Regions from separate parts of the Gasterosteus aculeatus genome. Here region 2 is linked to region 1. A link is a contact called in public Hi-C data. All regions are on one chromosome and are shown on one strand. Each heading gives the region's core, a stretch centred on a gene start, on an enhancer-like site or on the middle of the called end of the contact. The rest is flanking DNA. Distances are from core to core; before and after follow the strand shown.

Region 1 (2,856 bases), core at 180-2,679:
AGATACATAATCGCTATCTTTTTTATATGAAGTTATCATTTTGGTGAGAATAAAAATTCTGTCTCACTTTACAAATGACTAATAAGTCATGAAGGACATTTGTTTGTGATATGTAAACATTAAATCATTTGTCTGCAATACACCTGTTTTGTATTATAAAATTAAAACAGAGCTAAAAAAGGAGCTGAAATATTTTTAATATAAATTTCACTGCTTTGAATTTATTTGTACAGGCAAATTAATTTTGCTCACCCAACGTTACATTTATTTGGATAGTAGAACACAAAAATATTACAATATTATAATTATTATTATTATAAAATTAATTTACCCGTCCACTCAATAGCAATAACGGGTCATTGTTGATTTAACACAATTTAAACCTTATTTTTCCAAAGTGAATAAAGTGCTCTGCAACTTCCGCTCCTTTACACACAGAAGAATGTCCACTTTGACCCCAGAAGAACCACCGCCGGTAGAACCCGCGGAACCAAACGAGGAGCCAGAACTAAACTAAACTAAACTAAACTAAAACTAAACTAGAGACTAAATCGTCTGAATCCTGTGTGTCCGCGACGTGTTGAACATCCGCTTTTAACGCCGTCTCGTGTCGGCGAACAGCCCCGTTGACGCACCTTCTTCCCGGCTGGTTGGGAGCGGACACGTGGGGGGAGAAAAGCCCCCCTGCGGTGCCCCGCGCCACAAATCACGACCCTCACAAGTTAACTAACGTCGCTTTAACGACGGCGCGCCGCGTGCACGCGCCGGGTGGTGCTGCTGGTGGTGGTGGTGCTGCTGGTGGGGGGGCTCGCGACGAGACACAACTAAGTTAACAAACACAACTTTCACAGCGAAACAAAACGAGCGGCGGACGCGGCGCTGCCCGCACGCACACACACACACACACACACACTGACGTTAACATTAAGGTAACACAACTTACCCGCGTGGACACGCGCGGGGCTACCGATGCAATAACGGAGCCGTGCACGCGACAACAGATCGCACCGTCAACAGCGGCCGGTGGAGGTGGAGGAGGAGGTGCCGGTGGAGGTGGAGGAGGTGGGGGACTTACTTACTAACTTAACTACGAGGAGGAAAAAGCTCGTCTCGCCGAGGAGGGCGTCGAGGAAAAAGAAGCGAAACGTGGAGTTTGGCGCGCGCTGACTCCCGGTGCTGGCGGGGAAACGCGCGAGCTGCTCTGCTCCTCCTCGGCTGATGTTCAGATGATTACACGGAGGGAGAAGAAGGGGAGAAAACAAGCGAGAGGGCGAGAATCGCCGATTTGGATGTTGTTGTTTTTGATGTTCCAGGTCCGTGACGTCACATCCACCTGCTGGGTGAAGCGCGTTTGCCGCGTCGCGGATCCTCCGCCGCGCATCACAGCCGCGCGAGCACGAGTGCGTCCTTTCCGCTGCGCGCTGAGCTCAACGCGTGACACGGACTACAACTTATTATTTCAGAGAATTGTCCCGTCTTTTTCTCTCGTTTTTTAGATGTTATCAACTCAAATATGAGAAGTTGTAACTGGTGTTAAGTTTTAAAAAGAAGAAAGGTGCAGATTCCCAGAGGACTTCATGGCTCTATTTTCTGGCGTGTGGTTCCAATTCCATATTTTAATATTTTAAAGGGCATGTCTGAATTTCAGATAAGTAACTTCAACGAATCTGTGCTGCGGCCTTTTTTGCTTCTTTTTTTTTGGTTAAATAGTTTTGTTCACTTCTTCACAGTTTCACCTCAGCAGACAGTCACAACAAGTGCAAATAAAAAATAAAATCCTGATAGTAGTTCAAATCTGAGTGAGCGAGAACCACCGTCCAGTCGACGCCTGACGCGCTGACGTGACGTGAAGAACACGCCTAACGTGGTTCTTTCCCTCCTGAAGCTCCTCGCTGCTTCATCATGGCCGCGCTGCTGGAGACGTCCTCTTGTTGGTGGACAGCGCCGCCCTGTGGCCAAGTCCCGTCTCAGGGGCCCTGCTGCGGTATTTAACCACCACAGTGTGACTTTATGACTCGATCCTCTTTTATTACAGATGTGGAGGGTTACACTCCTCTGGTCACACCTGTGAGGGTTGGCGGTTCGATCCCGGGTGCTGCTAACCTGCACGTCCACGTGTCCTCGAGCAAGACACTTGGCCCAGCACGTGGCCACAGTGAATGTTAGCGGCTGGTGTCTGTGTGAAGGAGCTGCTGTCACCACTGTGTGAGTGGATGAATGATGTGTGGTCAGAAGTAAAGTCCATTAGCATCAGCTATGGATCGAGCTTCTGAGGATACTTGGAGACTTTTCGTAGCATATTGACGATGACAAATAATTTAAAAAAAACACTTTTAAAATGGTGGTTATCTTAAGAATAATTTAAATGTTTTACCTTAGTCTATAATACTTCAGATGTCACTTGTAGTTTAGGGTTTGGGTTTGTAAACCCACAAAACCTTTGTGTGGTTTAAGGCATTCAGGCCAAACTAAACGCAGGAAAACCTATTTTCCATCCTTTGGTTCTTTAACAGACAATAAATAATTTAGACATAAACGCGTTTGACAACAACAATTTGGACACGATTGATTAATGAAAAAAGGGGGTGTAAATAAATACAACGAGGGCTTAAGACAGGGTGATATGTTCTCAGGTCTTATATGCATAAAACAGTTCCATCACTTGTCTTTGTCATTAACATAATTACAACGTGTCCTCAAACCTGTGGCTTGTAAACAGCAAATTCCAAGTGCAAAGGTTGATATGAGCACATGTTGTAGTCACATCCGTCCCTTCCTGGTGTTGTGTTCAATGACCTCAGGGCCTGTGAAGCCACAGCAGCGCACAGATGGCCTGTGAGACCTTTAGGTGACCTT
Region 2 (2,765 bases), core at 111-2,610, 40 kb before region 1:
ATCAAATAAAAGAGGGAGTGCAATCAGGCTGCAGCCACAACGTCACTGCTGCTTCTCCCAAACGCCACAGAGACGCGGCGGGGAAGCTGCTCAATGCGAAACGCTTTGTCTCTGGGAATCCATTCCGGGTTAGAAGGAACGTTGGAGGGTTCCCCCTTTTTACGGAAGAAAGAACGTTTATTCTTTAAACTTGAGGTGAAATGTAAATATCAGCAGGACTTCTTGGAAATGGGAATATGGAATTGACTTGATAGTGTTTTCCATCCAGATGCTTTATCTTAATCGTCACCTCACACGTTGCTAGAGGCCCAAACAAAACAAATGCACAGCCGGCGCTCGAGTCCCGGCGTGTCGGCGGAGCCCGCGAGAGACACGAGGAAGACGGACATGAAACAGACTGGAGACAAAGAGATGAAGGCAGACTCCTGAAGCCACACCCACCCACAGGGAGACGGGTGAGAGGAGCAAACACCAGGCATCCACCCAAATGACGCCGTGTTTACCAAACACGCCGTCACCGCATTTCGGCTTTTTCCCGGCAAACGCAGACGTGTGGGAACATCCCACTTCCTGCTCGCCGGCGTGCTGCTCAGCCAGCCGAGTCCGCGGTGACTCCTTGGTGTGGGGATGCGGGGGGGGGGGACAATCCCTTTTATCGCTCACCATGCTGGTCTCTAATCAGCAGCTGTCAGTGCACCTGTGCGGCCCACCAGACCCGCCCCACCCGCACCACCCCCACCACCCCCACCACCCGCCCCCCACGACCGCTACGACCGTACAGGCACAAATACAGTACACAAACAAGAGAACCCACCCAGCATGGAGTTAATTATTAAGCCCATTCAATAAGCAGCGGCCTGTGTGTGTGTGTGTGTGTGTGTGTGTGTGTGTGTGTTTACCTGCTGTGTGGACTTGCTTTTATTTAAAAGCAATCTTCAGATCCAAAGGTGGCGCAACAGCCTCCTCGCCCTGCGGACACAAGACGGGGAATTATTTGTAATTACTGGCGCTTACAGCTGCAGAGCTCGTCAACAGGCGCCGACCAGCACTTATACAGGAGCTGTAAGCTGTGCCCCCCCCCCCCCCCCACCGCCGGTGAGGTGTCTTATCTGGGAAATCACCAGAAGGGAATCAATTGGCCAGCATTGGCTTCCCCTCGGGGTTCAGGCCGAGCCGCGTCCCCCGACAGCCGGCATTCCAGGCCCCCCCCCCCCCCTCTTTAGGCAAAGCGTCCCTTTGCCGGGTGACGAGTCCCGTCCCCCCGTTAGCAACAACCGCGCCCCTCCACAACAACGCACCCGAGCGAGCAGTTTATTTGACGCGGGGGGGCGGGGGGGGGAGGGGGGCGTTGTACCTGTAGCGGCGCTGCCCCGGCTCCGCCCACCGGCCCTGATCGGCATGCACACGGCTCTCCTAACTGAGCACTCAACCACGGCGAGGAGAGGGAGGAAACGAAATCTTATTTTTATGGTAAACTGAGAAGTGACTGTGGGCCGATAACTCAGGTGCATTTGAATAAAAGCATTAAAGCATATCCAAATATGGAAGAAGAAAATAAAGAAATAAAAGAAGCTCCCACTGTTCTTTCTTGCCGTTTACATTTGGCAGTCAAAGCTGTGGCCGAGCTCCTGTTTATCTAAAGCAGACTGAGAAGATTAAAACACACACACACACACACACACACACACACACACACACACACACACTGGTCCAACTCGCCCAGTTTCAGCATTAATTTAAAGTTAAATGTCGTTGGTAACAGTCAACACGCAGAACGCCGCCGGGGGGGTTTGAACCATCCTCCAAAACTGGGCCGTTCCCACACAACCGCCCCATCATTGTGATTCATTACACCTCAATTAACATATCATCAATGGAACCGTAAATCAATGGCGAGTGGTGACAAATGACAGATATTTTCAGTTTCAAACTACTAAACATCATTAATTCCCATCACCTGAAAAGAGCCCCGGGGGCCAAATGAGTTTACCCGACGCATAACATCCATTTAGGCAAATGTTCCATCATTTTAACGGCGGAAACATTCGTATCGGGGTGAAGAAGAAAAAAAGGCATCGCCGGCTTTCCTCTGCTCGTACCGAGTGCCCATCCTGTGACGCCTAAACACATAATTGTCTTCATTTCAAACGGCACAAAGCTGGAACGTTATGCCGTTCAGAGCAGTGGGGGTGCAGAGAACTTATGGCGAGGATAAACAAGCGCCCGCTGGCTTCGCCCGGGCTGGGAGGAAAACGCAGCCCATCAAGCACTCCCACATCCAGATTTCGGGGGATGGAACCACTCGTGGTTGAGATAATTACCCACCCAGGTGGGTTACGTGCACGCTCCGTTAAGAGGCTCGGATCCAAGTGCAACGATTTCAAGAGACAAACAGGAGCCGTGGAGCATTTCGCTGGTTCCTTTTGGTTTGTTTAACGGAGCGGGAACAGAAGAGAAATCCGGGAGACGGTTCGGCCCCTTCAGAGGACGACACCGTCCAAAGACATGTCTCCTTTCTGAGCTCAAACGCCACGTGAACCGCGTGGGCTGCAGAACAAACACACACAGAAACATGCAAACACCGTGCCGTCACATGAAATACACAATGACCGGCACTGGTTGCAACCGAGCTCCAACAAAGACTTTTATTCTGCGTGAAGTGGACTTCCCCATTAGCGAGGGTGGTGGTGGTGGTGGTGGTGGTGGTGGTGGTGTGGGTCACGGATTCACTGTACGCGCTCTAGTCCTCGGCGCGTTATCGGTGC

Evidence for each region. Hi-C and Micro-C count contacts between places; a contact is called where the count stands out from the background.
Region 2: a Hi-C map of skeletal muscle shows a contact between it and region 1, with 2.5 times the contacts expected there. The contact joins the enhancer-like site here to the promoter of foxp1b in region 1. A contact is called at or near these places in 2 of 6 Hi-C or Micro-C datasets (skeletal muscle and tail fin).

The regions. Positions count from the first base shown.
Region 1 is chr17:20,953,723-20,956,578 of fGasAcu3.hap1.1, reverse strand. foxp1b (forkhead box P1b) reads right to left here and starts at 1,429. Exons shown (of 19, transcript XM_078092549.1): 1 at 944-1,429.
Region 2 is chr17:20,993,631-20,996,395 of fGasAcu3.hap1.1, reverse strand. foxp1b (forkhead box P1b) reads right to left here. Exons shown (of 19, transcript XM_078092549.1): 3 at 900-969. Among protein-coding and RNA genes, the nearest start is that of foxp1b, 40 kb to the right of the region's middle. Within about 2 kb of position 1,360, at least 1 of the 9 cell types and tissues checked has open chromatin away from gene starts, as enhancers often do.